2 separate regions of the Zea mays genome follow, and region 1 is linked to region 2. The links are chromatin contacts, called in public Hi-C maps. All regions are on one chromosome and are shown on one strand. The core of a region is the stretch at or near the end of the contact, and the rest is flanking DNA. Distances in the headings are between cores, read along the strand shown.

Region 1 (7,274 bases), core at 4,730-7,229, 610 kb after region 2:
AGCCTGGCGCACCGGACACTGTCCGGTGCTCCCAGACTGAGCAGAGTCTTGGTTGCTCGAGCCAAGACATTTCCAATTGTTCTTTTCCTGTTTCCAGCACTTAGACACAATACATTAGTCTCCAAAACAATGTACTAAGTCTGAGAAACATACCTTTTGACATGATTTGCACTTTGTCCACCACATTGCATAGATCAACACAAAAGCACTTGCGTTGGCACTTAATCACCAAAATACTTAGAAATGGCCCAAGGGCACATTTCCCTTTCATCATGACTCTGTGCCGGACTGTCCACGACCTGGGTGCAACCTGTCAATAGGCAAAAACTTGTGGTGCCCCCAGGCCAAATAAGCAAATGAATTTAGCCAATAATACGAATTCATCGTCGTACCACCCCACGCATGAGTAGGACAACACATCGGCGATGGATAGATCGGGAAGCACCACGCTATCTCTGGAGGAGGATGGTCTGTCCATCTTGTGCTTCCATAGCTTTGGATCTTGTTGACCAGGGTCTTGAGCCTGATGTAGGTTTGTGTTGGCTCTTCTCCCCTGATCATGGCGAATCTTCCCAGCTCGCCTTCCACCAGTTCCATCTTGGTGATCATTGTAGCATCATTTCCCTCATGCGAGATCCTGAGGGTGTCCCAGATTTGTTTGGCATTGTCCAAGCCGCTAACCTTGTTATATTCATCCCTGCATAGAGATACTAGGCTTGGGCATTTTTATGAATTTGTTCATTAATAATCACAGGATTATCAGTGTTATCAAAATGCATCCCATTTTCTACAATTTCCTATATGCTAGGATGGAGAGAGAATAAATGACTACACATTTTATGACTCCAAAACGAATAGTCCTCTCCATCAATGTGTGCAGGTTTTCCAAGAGGAATTGAAAGTAAATGCACATTTGAATTATAGGGAATGCGAGAGTAATCAAAAGAATAATTTTGATTAACCGTCTTTTTCTTTGACGAAGAGTCGTCGTCGTCGTCCCTTGGTGAAGAAGATGATGCATCACTGTCGTAGTAGATGATCTTCTTGATGCGTCTATTCTTCTTCCTGTCCCTCTTCTTGTGACTCGAGCCTGAGGCAGTAGACTTGTCGTCCCTTGGCTTGTTGAAGAGGGATTCCTTCTCCTTATCGTTGACCACCATCCCCTTACCCTTAGGATCCATCTCTTCGGGCGGTTAGTCCCTTAGATGAAGAGTACGGCTCTGATACCAATTGAAAGCACCTAGAGGGGGGGTGAATAGATGATCCTGTAAAATCAAACACTAAATAGCCTCAAGACTTAGTTTATTAGAGAGTTAGTGCAATTAAGTAGCTTTGAAGCGAGTTCTTGTAAACACAACAATCACAGAGAAAGCAACACAAGAGACACGCGATTTTTATCCCGTGGTTCGGCCAAGTAACACTTGCCTACTTCCACGTTGTGGCGTCCCAATGGACGAGGGTTGCACTCAACCCCTTTCAAGTGATCCGATGATCAACTTGAATACCACGGTCTTTTCCTTTAGAGTCTTTTCCCGTGTGCGAGGAATCTCCACAGTTTGGAGTCTCTCACCCTTACAATTGAGATCACAAAGAAAACATAGAGTAAGGTTGGGGAGAGCAACACACGCAAGACTCAAATCCACAGCATAGCCATGCACACAAGTCATGACTTGAGCTCGAAACACAACACACGGAGTTCGCAACTCAAATGGAGCTCAAATCACTAGCACAGAGAATCAAATGTGTGGAGTCGGAGTCTGGGAGTTTTAAAATGTTTCTTGAAAGCTTGGTGTACTCCTCCATTCGCCTAGGGGTCCCTTTTATAGCCCCAAGGCAGCTAGGAGCCATTGGAGACAATCTTGGAAGGCAATTCCTGCCTTCTATCGAGTGGTGCACCAGACAGTCCGGTGCACCACCGGACAACCACTGTTCATGTCCGGTGCACGATCTCCTTCCAAATCAGGTGCATCCTCCGGGCCCATTGGCGCACCGGACACTGTCCGGTGCACACCAGACAGTCCGGTGTGCCCAACCGACCGTTGGAGCGAGACACGCGTCGCCCGCAGATTGCGCGGCTGACCGTTGGCGCTGGCGACCGTTGGCTCACCGGACAGTCCGGTGAATTATAGCCACATCGTCTTTTCCGTTTCCCGAGAGCGGCGAGTTCGTCGCAGACGACTCACCGGACAGTCTGGTGCACCACCGGACAGTCCGGTGAATTATAGTCGTACAACTCCATCGATTCCCGAGACCGGCTACTTCACCGTTGACCAGCCTGGCGCACCGGACACTGTCCGGTGTGCCAGGCCCGAGCAGATACTTGGCTGTTCACAGCCAAGCCTTTTCCAATGCGTTTCTTCTTTTGTTGGCCCTGTTTCTAGCACTTAGGCAAACACATTAGTGTACAAAATAATATACTAAGTCTAGAAACATACCTTGTACATTGATTTGCACTTTTCACCCATTTAGCACATAAGTGCTCAATTAGTGTGTTGTGCATCTAATCACCAAAATACTTATAGAAATTGCCCAGGGGCACATTTCCCTTTCAGCTGCTTCTGACCGTCTACGGACTGTCCGACCATTATAGCCGGACCGTCTGCTTCTGTCTCGGACCGTTCGGCCTTAGTACCCGGACCGTCCGGCGTACGCAGGACAAGTGACCGTGATCGGGTGTCCGATCGTGCTTGCCCCCGGTGCCTTCGGTCTTTCTTTTGTCTGGAGCTTTCTGAGTAACTATTCTGCGTGACATATTTGGTGTGCGGGGATCACCAATGACGATATTTTTATCTTTGCTTTTATCGGCCGCACAAGGCCGAATTATGGCCTTTTTGCTCGTTGGCAAAAATGTGGTGACAGGGACATATGGCCCATCAATTTTCACCTCTTTTTAAACCTCAATGGGTCTTCGTTTATAGCCAATTGTATTTGCCGACGGAAGACGACACAATCATTGGTGTTATGGGGAAAGGAGCCATGTCATTTGCATTATACGCGCCATTTGCAATATACACAATCTTAGTTGACTAAAAATTGCTAGTGAAATTAGCAAGTTAACAAATAGCTATCTAACTATTAGTTAATTTACTAAAAATAGGTAATAGCTAAAGTATTAGTTGTACTGTTTGGATGTCTCGACTAATTTTAGTAACTAACTATTAGTTTTATTGTATTCAAGCACCACTTGAGTAGTTAAGATAGCTGCCATAACAAGTGATTCACGGGCTCTTGCCCTGATGGGCTTGGAGGGCCGATTTATGGGCCTATGTTGGCTGAAAGCCTGTTATGGATAGTATCACGGACTAGTTTTTTTTTTTTTTGATAAAAAAGTATTGATTTAACAGTATGAATTGGCGTCGGTAGGAAATGCAGTTCACACGACTAGGAAGGATAAAATCGCAGCCCTAAACTGTAAATTCTCCTTGTGTAAACTGGAAAACGAGAAGTTTCTGAAGTAAATTAGCTTCAATGCCCGACTCTTCGTGCGAACTGGAAGAGGCTTTTGTCGTTTCGTTTTCTGAATTGTGACCTGTCAGATTCCAGGGCGATTCAGCGCATGCTGCACGCACCAGATATTTTAAGGGTCACACTTGCTTGTTTCATGTACTAGCACAAGAAGTAACCGTACCACTTCTTCAAGCCAAATCGCCAGCAATCCACCATGGCTAAACCAGAGGGGCCAACCATTGGCGTGAAGCTGTTCGTGGACAAAGAGAAGAAGAAGGTGCTCTTTGCTGAGTCCGACAAGGAGTTCGTCGACGTGCTCTTCAGCTTCCTCACCATGCCGCTCGGCACCATTGTCCGCCTGCTGGACAAGCAGTCTCAGATGGGGTGTCTCGACCAGCTGTACAAGAGCGTGGAGGACCTCAACTTGGAGTACTTCCAAACCAGTGCTTGCAAGGCGATGCTTCTGAAACCGCTCAACGCGGCTTCCGGCCACTGCCGTCGCCTCAAGATCAACGTCGATGGAAGCGTTCCAAGGGTGGTCTATGTCTGCAAGGACACGTCGTGCAGCGCACTCAGCGACAACGCGTTCAGTTCGTTCCCTGGCACGGTCTGCAAATGTGGAAAGGTCATGGAGTCCATTGGACAGTGCCCAAAATACGATGGTGACACTGAAACCGCCGCCGCCGCCGCTTGTTCAGAGGATGGAGTTTTTGTGAAAGGTTGCTTGAAATTTATCGTCACCCATGATCTCCAGGTTGCGCCAGCAACTACCTCTCTTATGATGTCTCTCTTCGAGAAATTTGGTGTGCTTGATCCAGCTGTCCTAGAGCAGCAGGTTCTGCAGTTCAGTTCAGAAAAGGTTCGTCTATCTGAACTCGTGTGTCTGGAACCCCCCCCCCCCCCTCCACTGTGCTGTAATTACAATGATCTTACCTATTTAATTGTCCATTTCATGCAGATAACATGCTTGCTGAAGAGATTGTTGACGTCCAAGCAACCTCTCACTGATCATTATTTCGAAGCTCCTGTTCCACAAGATGATGCAAGCCTAGAAGCGCTTGTTCAGAACTTACATCCTAAACAAGAAAGCGAGGACCAGGAAATGCCAGGTAACCTGAAGATCAGGGTCCTTCAGACGAAGGACGATTCCGCCCTGTTGTATGCTGAAGTTGGTGTTGATTTTGTGGACTCTCTCTTCAGCTTATTAAGCATTCCACTGGGATCCGCAATTAAGTTATATGGCCAGTGCTCGGCAAAAGGCTGCCTCGGTAATGTTTACAGGAGCATAGATGGTAGTGTCCAAGAATTCGTCAGAGAGGAGTGCCAGAGTCTTCTTCTGGACCCAAAGTTGCCACCCTTCTTTGGTTGCTGCGCTTCTAAGATCCTTCAGGTCGACGAATTAGCTCCAAGAGAACTGACGATCAAAGCCTGCTTTGTTTGCTTCAAGAGTCTAGGGTTTTCAGGTTGTAGCCTTTGTCACGGTTACTACAACAGTAACTATGTTTTTGTGAAGTGCGGAAATATGGTGAAGTCCATTAAACTTTGTGAGGCGAATCCAAAACAAAAAGGTGGATGCGAGAAAGGCGAAGTATATGTAAGCCGGAAGGCGAATTTCCTGGTTACTGATGACCTGCGTGTTCTTCCACTCTCATTAGCATCCACTGTTAAGATTGTTAGTGATTCCAAAATCCAGACCTCGAATCTTGTGGTCAAAGAAATCACATTAACAAAGTCCAAGGTATCTATATCTGCTACATAACTCACATTATTTGCATTGTGCTAGACTACCTATTCACTTGGTCTTGTGTAACTGAATCTTGGAACAGGTTATGGAGCTACAGAGGGCTGTCCTGCTGCTGAGTCGCAACATACTCAGCTCCGTGCTTCTGCATCCTAAGAAGAACAAGAAGCTGCACCATTACCATCGCATGTATTAGCCGTCGTTGTTGCTTTACTCTATGATTAGCCACAATGATAACTATGTACTATGTCTGTTTTTCTGCTGAATTTGTAAGTTATCATTTTGGCCACTGGTATTCGGTAACTACTATAACAGTTCGAGCATATAATAAATATAAACATTTGATTCGAGGGTTTGTAGGGTCACTCGGAAGCTGGCTCCTCTACTAAAAATTGAGACGTCCAATTTTTTTGTTGCAAATACGGCAAGGTCTTGGGCCACTTTGCAATTGGCCCTTGCCTTTATCTGTTTTGTATGATCTTTAGATGCTAAAAATTCTTTTTATGAGACTTTTATGTCTGTGTCACGATGACTCGGTTTTGTCTCTATCAAATAGTAAAATCTATTACTAGCACGGCGAAATGAAACTAAACAGTGATGCTTAACTAAGGACAGATTTTTAAAAACGAGACATTAAAGCCATAAAATGAAATTCCAAAGCCCACCTCTTCACTAATGGGTCGGATCTTCGTGGAGGAACGGCGGCGACCCGGACCCAGTCAGGTCACATCGGATTCGCGGCGACAAGTCAGGTCAGATCGCAAGAGGCAAGACCGCGAGAGCCCCCATCGACTTGGACCGGACCCCTAGAAAAAGCCGAAAAGAGGTGTGGCCAGATCGAGCGAGCCCCCGCACGTCGCCACTTCACCGCCCCCACCCAAAATCGTCTCGATGGAACCGCTGCGGCGCGTGCTGCGCCTCCGACTCGGACGGCCTCTCGCTATAAACCCCGCCCACTGAATACGGCCGTTCCATTTTTGACTCTATTCCCCGCTTCCCGATTCAAGTCAGCGGTTTTTAGGGTTCGAGATCTCGGCATCGTGTCGCGGAAGCCATGGCGGTGAGCATTCTTTGCTTTCCTATTGATTGCTCATCTCCTCGAGCTTGTGTGCCGTGCCATTACCGATCCGGGGCACCTGCTCGCCGTTTTTACTAATTCGTTCTCGGAGCCGGAGAGCTTGAGAGCTGGTTTTCGACTTGCGGATTATGCTCCAGTGATAGCCGCATCTCCCCAGCCTGTCATGGTAGCAAAGAAACATGGGGTAACTGTTGGTAGGAAGCGAAAGGGGAAACTGGGGCGTCTGTGGAACTGGGAAACTGACGCGCGGGATGCTCTTTGGTAATATTCAAATCTCGTTCACTTCAGTAGACACTGTACCTTTTCAAGTCTTGGAAATGAGGCGTTTGGGGTCATAAATATCTGTTGATGATTTGAAGTGCTTGGTCATAGGCATATCACTGTTTTAATGCTTGATTTGTAAAAATTGTAGTTTGCGATTAAAATGATATTGGGCCTATTATCTATTTTTCTACTTGGTTATGCTCAAAGATTTAGGGTATGCGTACTTTGACTTCTATTTCATTGTCTTTTTTTTTCTCAATTCACTTAAGAGGTATCAAGAAAGCAAGGGAAAAACAAACTCTGGCGAATATCATGCTTACCTCTGCATACATAAAATGGATTTAACTCTCTAAGCAAAGTTGCCACAAGTCTGTTTATTACCTTAGATATGCAATACAACATCTATTTATTTATTTAATTTGTGTGTGTGCGGGCCTGTGTGTGTGTGTACTGATATGTTGTTGTCTAGTAAGTGCAGTCGATGAAGTTTAATGAATGTGATAAAAAGGAATAATTAATTACACATATTTACTGAAATGCATTTCTTATGTTAGCAATGGAAATAAAGATCTATATTAGCACTCGAATCATAAGAGGGGATATGGTGGATAATGTGCAGGGTCTACATGACTATTTTTAGCCATTCAATATAGAGTCGTGGTCAATGCAACCCAAACTACCTTTTGGTTGTACCCTGTTTAAAATTATCTAAAAATACTGGGGCCTCAAATATACCTAATTACT
Region 2 (6,492 bases), core at 2,185-4,684:
AAAAAAGGCCGAGGTAGATTAAAGCATCGGATCGAATTAGAAGCGAGCTATATTTTTATTTATTTTAAACTAAAATTTATTTAATACCTTAACATTTTATAGAGAGACATTTAAATCACGATCCATTACCGCCGCTAAATAACATACCATGCATCGGCATCAACCCGTAAACACGTGCGTCGACCTCATACTTGCAAGGGAAATGTGGCACCGGAGCGGATCATCCCATTGACGACGCAGGCAGGACGCGTCGCCGATGGCCGGCCGCGCACCTTGACGTGAATCGGTACTTCCTTCGCTGTGACTAAAATCGCTGACGCGAAAGTACGCACACTGACGGTCGGCGAAGGTGACAAGTCATGCATGGCCGATACGCTTATCTTCTCATCGTGCTGGAGATATCTCATCTACCTGTATTATTAGGATGCTACAAGCAGTACATGGAAAGGGACGACGCACAGGCATCTGCAGTCCAGTGGTTCGTGCCGCATTCGTGCGTGTGTGGTGTGGTGACTGGTGACGACGTCGGCCGTGGGCCGTGGCACGGCGCTGCACGGTACGGCTTTATGATGCGGGGCGCTGCGCAAGTGGTTGCGAACGGGGCGCGCGGCGCGACACAAAAGTCCTAGCGAAGGAATCGCGTTGCGGAAATGTGCTCGTACGTTGGCCGTGCCAGCTCCGATCCGATCCATCATACTCCTCTTTACGACATTCGTCGTCCTCCGTTTTTCTCTCCAGAGTCCAGAACCTTATTCCGTGTGCTCTCTGATTTTTGGCTTCTGGTCGCGTATGGACCCGTGATTCTCGTTCGTACAGGGAGCCACGTAGCGACCGCTCCGAGTCGCCACTCGCCGCACTTGTCGCCGATGGAACCCGACGGACGGACGGGGCGCAAGCGCAACCCGTACAGACCGCATCTGGTACGGTTCCGCACTTGTTGCCGCCGAACAACATCCCAGGTTTATTGTTTCGAACACGCACTCCCACTGAAGAAACCAACCGGGTTACGGATACGGTGGCGGTCGCTACACGACGAGACGAGGGACGGCTACAGCTGCCTGGATAGTGCATAGTACTATACTATGGACGTACGCGCGTCAGCGCGTGTGGTGTGCCTGCGCTTCGTACGTCACTTGTTCCGGCACGGTGCTTATCTTCCTGAGGATAGCATTTCTCGTGGGGAGCACGGGGTCGGGGAAACGTCTGCTGCTCCTCCTGCAGATATGAGTGACGACGTCGCCGACGGCCTGCAGCTGTGCCTGTTTGTGGGCAGCATGCCGGGCCCAACGCTTTGCCGTTCTTTTCGTCCCGGGCGGCATCACTTTCGGCGAGAATACAGTAACCTTTCAAAGATTCAAGGCCGGCTCTAGGGAGTCAACAGAAACGAAAGGGGAGGAAAGATAGGGTTGCTTTGCTTGGACACGGCAGCCAGTCCCTGAGCTTCAAACACGACTAATAATAATACAGTACTCTTTCCGTTTCTTTTTATTAGTCGCTGGATAGTACAAAATTGCACTATCCAGCGACTAATAAAAAGAAACGGAGGGAGTAATAATCAGGGAGGCACCTCACCTATTACTAGTCTATTGCTGCGGTGTCAATCTCATCCAGGGGTGGGGGTGCCCGTCCGAAACGCACCCCGGGGACGTCACGTGTGGTGTCTGGTGTGGACCGACGCCGAACGCGCCAGGCGCGGGAGACCGGGAGACGGTTGGTCGGCGCGAACCCAGCATCTGGAACGGCATATTCTGATGCCCTGCAAGACTACTCGGTACGATACAGTAGGGGCTGCGGTGCTGCACCCGGACCCAGATGAGCACAGGCACCGATTATTTTTTCTTTATTTCACTAAAGTTTTATATTTAGACTTTTGATAGAACCAAGACTGTTTTTTTTGTCTTACAGTATGATAATGTATATGACTTCGAGTTATCGGCGTCTAAGTCACCACAAAAATAATATAGCAGCATTCGACGACGCGATAGATCCTAATGTCAAGGTTTGACATCATGGACGCTGCATCTTATTTCGAATTATTGGCGTCTACGTCACCATAAAAGTAATATGGCAGCATTTGGCGCCATAGATTCTCGTACTTCTTTTTATATTATCTGTTAGAATATGTATTTAGTATTATTAGATAGATATTTAAACCTATTCTTATAATAAACTTATAAAAGTATGCAGCAACAACTTACCTTCTAAAATGATAATTTGAGATATAAAAAATAGGTAGGATATCTAACGGATATGTTCTAGAAACTTGCCACGCCGGTACAATACCCATCCATCCGCACGCCCCACGCAGGACTAGAGTTTCTGTTGCGATGGAAGATTTCAAACGAGCCTTCAATCAGTGAGGAGGGATCAAGTTTGATATGAAAGAGGGAAACATAAGAGGAATGAAACCAGAGGAGATCGTGGTTTTCTGCGAACAAAAACCCCATGATAAACGAATTAGAGTTTCTTTAGGCTATCTTCAGCAGTCCGTGTAAACGGCCGTCTAAAGTATTGTTTTGAATCATATATTATACTGTTTGCAGAATGAACTTTAAAATATGGTGTGAGATATGAAGTGAAATAAGAAGTCTGCCGAAGATAGTGAAATAAGAAGTCTGCCGAAGATAGTCTTGGATACCCATGTCTATCTATGACTAACAAAAGTATGTTGCAAGCACGTACGTCTTAGCAGCCGGTAAGGTCGTCTAGAAAACCGCTTTTGTTTATCATTGGCGACCGACATTTCCCCCTCTCGCAGATGAAACTAATGCAGGCTCCTCAGTCCAACCGTCCACCGTCCCGTCCGCAGTCCCCTGTCACGAATTGAATAATGTGATTCCTTACAGTAATTAAACCCATTACGGCGAAACAAACAGTGCCGCATCACGCGGGCTACGTGTGCTATTGTAGCCCGCACGGTCAGGTACAAACCGAGTTATCTGCAGTTTTGTACACGCACACTTGCCATGAGAGAAATGACACATGGATAGCACCATTCTCAAGGGGTAAGAGCCGCGCGCAATGATAGTAGTACTCGTAGTAGGAGCCAGCCAGCCACACATGACATGATCAGATCAGACGGCCCAGCGTTGATGGAGGTTCCAAGGTGACGTCGCTATCCGGACGGCGATGCTGCTGGCCGTTGGCAGGTAGTTGGACGCACAGCTGGACGTTCCGATCAGGAGCGGGAAGGTTGCCGTCACCGTCAGTGCTGCTGCTCCCCAATAGCCGCCGTAGCTGCTCCGTTGCCCTTTTGTTTACGCAGTAGCCAACAGCAACAGCAGGCGCCGTACCTGTACGACGGTGCGCCGGCATGGCACCGGCTCGCTCGGACGGTGGTGGCCTGCACGGTGCACGCTGGTGGTGGTCCCGGGGGGCCCCGGGCGCTATAAAACGAGGCAGCCGGTAGGAGTCCACGGAATCGAAAACCCACCGCACCCTTTCATCAGCCTGCCTGTCCACTGTTGGCTTGGTGACTTCCTCCGCTCCGCTCCGCTCCCCTCCGCTCCCGAACGGTCGATCTTTGCATGGCAGCAGCAGCTGGCTCCAAGGGGCGGGCGATCGCTGGAAGCTTCGTCAGCCGCGTCCTCGCCGGCAAGGCCGCCTCGCCGAGGTACTCAGACGGGCCACACTCACCCCACACGCGCGGGTTTCGGTTTGCCCTGTGATTCTGCTTTTTTTTTTACTATTTTTGAGCGTGCTTGTTCTTGATCAGTTCGTCGAAGATCTCGCCGTAGTTTTAGGCTTGTAGCAGAGCGATCTGTCTGTTCTTTTTACGGCCGTTCTTAGCTTTGCTCTGGGAGTCTGGGTCCGGTGATCCGGTCCCTCGGATCGATAGTGCTTATTTCGCCCCCCTCCGACTTGGGACTTGTTGGGAGGATCTTAGCTTCGTGGATAACTATAACTCTAGTTCTGCAGAGAGCCCTTGTTTCGTGTTGGTTCAGTGTGCTGCTGGTGCCAAGATTTTGGTCAGCAGAAATATCTAGAAGTTGGCGACAACAGAATGATTATCTTCTCACACGAGTATGTAGATATGGCAACCCTGAACATCTCCCAGCTTGTTTAATCCTCTGGCCGTCCGTCCGAGAACAATAGAACACATACTAGGAGTCTAGGACTAGGAGGGAGAGTATGTATCTTCAACTTGAATGCACACTACCATCTCCGTATAAGTGATAGAAGAACTCCATCCATCTCCGTAGAAGTGATAGAAGAACCCCAACCAAAGCCAGATCCATGTGCTTGTACTACACTAGTACCACGGAGTCCTTCTCTCCCTCCTCCGTAGATATTACTGTATTTGTTGTTCTACGGTTCTGCCCACTTCAGACTGTCAAATCTGCAAAACTGTCTGTCAGCCTCTGCCACTAGGAAAACTGGAAAAGCCAAACGCCACGCCACGCCACTAGCAGGCTGCAGGCGCACCCACACAAAGAAGATGAGGAGCAGTGGAGGCGCGCAGGACGTGCACATCAAGCCGCGCAGCAAACAGCAAGCGACCTCGCCTGATTGCCTTCCGTGTTCCATCGCATCGCTTTCCGAAAGGCGGATTGATGGGTGGGTCTGGTGCGCGGTAGTTGTCGCTCGGCTCCACCCTCACCCTCACCAGTGGGCAGTGCAGTGGCCAGTCACTCACTCCTACCCACCTGCCGATCTTGGCTGCCATGGCTCGCTTGCTTTGGTTCTCACTCAAAGGAAAGAAAGGAACCCTCTCCACGGTACGACCGGGACCAGAAGCATCCGCGTCTGCCGGGCCCCACCTACCGTCCTTTGGCATCCGGTCCGTACGATTCTGTTTCGATCCCATCGCGCCAGCTGCTGCGGGACGCCGGGCCGACGACCGATCGGGGCCGTCCGTCCGTCCGTGGGGTCTCGCAGTAGGTGACATGCCCATCGGACGGTGTTTGGTGTGGACGTGTGGTGGATGGTACATAGTACCGGGCGTGGTACGGTTTGCTGTGGTGAGTGAGTGAGTGGGATCATGGAGGGCCACCTGGCCTCGCCTCGCTCTTGTACGAAGTCATGCGCGCCCGCCCATGGCCCATTCGGCCCATGTGCGCGCGCAGCCCAGCCGTGCGTGGGAGTCCGATCGTGATGCGTTTGCTAGCTCTGATGCCATGGCGCCATTGTTTCAGCCTAGGTGTTGGGATTTTTCATCTTGTCATGAACGCGATGAACCTAGCGATCGTCACACGCTCTCTCTCTCTCTCTCTGGTTCCCGTGTGCAGGAGGGCCGTGCACGCCTCGGCGTACGACAAGAACCTGGAGGACCAGGTGCGCCCGGCGTTCGTGCCGGACGATGTGATCGGCAGCGCCGGGAGCCCCGACAAGTACTGGAGCCCCCACCCCAAGACCGGCGTCTTCGGCCCGGCGGCGGTGGACCCCAAGCTGGCCGCTGGTGGCGCGCCGGACGCCGGCGCGGATGCTGCAGGAGGCACGGTGCTGGACCAGAAGGTGTGGTTCCGCCCGCTCGAGGACGTCGAGAAGCCGCCCCCCGCCGCGTGAGCCGCGCGGCGCTGCTAGGCCAGCCCACACTGCTGCTCGCTCATAAAAAGGGCGGCGGGAGAGCCTGGCAGTGGCAGGCACTCTGCTCGTGCTCGGCCGGGCTGGGCTCCCTGCTTATATCACTGCAATATTATACTACTAGTAGTGGTGCTTGATAGCAGTGTGTGGCTGTGCTAATACCAGTATAATACTGGTTCTACTATAATACAGTCGTATCAGGCATGGCGTGCATCAGGACTGGTTGTGATAGTAGCAACGTGATGCTCGTGCCTGTAATAAGAACAAGCAGGCGATGTGTGCCTGTGATGTACCGGTGTCGTCAGTGTTATAAGTACTTGGGTCAATGGTTTCTGCATGTGTTTGTTACCTTGTTGCACTTGGCATCTAGAGCTCAAACTCTGGTCATTACAAGCCGAGCACACCACACCACCCAAATAGCCCTTGAAACCTCCTACACATGCATGGTAAACATCATACACAATCACCCTAAGAAAACCATTATCATTTAAAGAGCATATGTTCTATCTATCGATATTCATGCAGATCGTACGCCGTGACGGCAGATCTTCTGCGAGAACACTCGCTTCGCTAACACAACCTTTGATGTTCACGCAGACCATTTGCATGAACCTCGGACCGACCGAAGTATTCATTCTAGAGAGCCTGAGAGCACTGTCTCAAATTATTGCATAGTTTGGAAACTCAAAGGATTGAAACTACGTCAATTTCGAAGTGGATTTGAGTTTTCAAATTGACCCCAATCAACAAATTTTGCTCCCTACTATCTCCAGTTTCTAAGGAGATTTGAGTTTCCAAATTAGCCCATAAAGATCTTCACACACTGTCATGTGGGCTAGAGAGGGTACATCTGTTGCCAGGCAACACCAGAGCCAGGCAACAAGCTCAACAGTGAAACTTCTGAACTCCGAAACGTAATAAACTCCGTCCTCCTCGTCCTCGATCCGTCTCCTCAGCTTTCCCATAACC

The links. A called contact is a pair of places that touch in the nucleus more often than the background predicts.
Region 1: a Hi-C map of endosperm shows a contact between it and region 2, with 2.2 times the contacts expected there. The contact joins the promoter of LOC100282771 here to the promoter of LOC100282825 in region 2. A contact is called at or near these places in 3 of 25 Hi-C or Micro-C datasets (bundle sheath, endosperm and tassel).

The regions. Positions count from the first base shown.
Region 1 is chr2:13,814,219-13,821,492 of Zm-B73-REFERENCE-NAM-5.0, forward strand. LOC100282771 (nucleic acid binding protein) reads left to right here and starts at 5,980. Exons shown (of 5, transcript NM_001155677.1): 1 at 5,980-6,248. The coding sequence starts at 6,243. It overlaps LOC100192954, which reads left to right and starts at 3,623. Exons shown (of 3, transcript NM_001349826.1): 1 at 3,623-4,306; 2 at 4,406-5,185; 3 at 5,274-5,535. The coding sequence starts at 3,662. The coding sequence ends at 5,384.
Region 2 is chr2:13,202,523-13,209,014 of Zm-B73-REFERENCE-NAM-5.0, forward strand. It overlaps LOC100282825 (seed specific protein Bn15D1B), which reads left to right and starts at 3,435. Exons shown (of 2, transcript NM_001155731.2): 1 at 3,435-3,613; 2 at 5,229-5,854. The coding sequence starts at 3,528. The coding sequence ends at 5,505.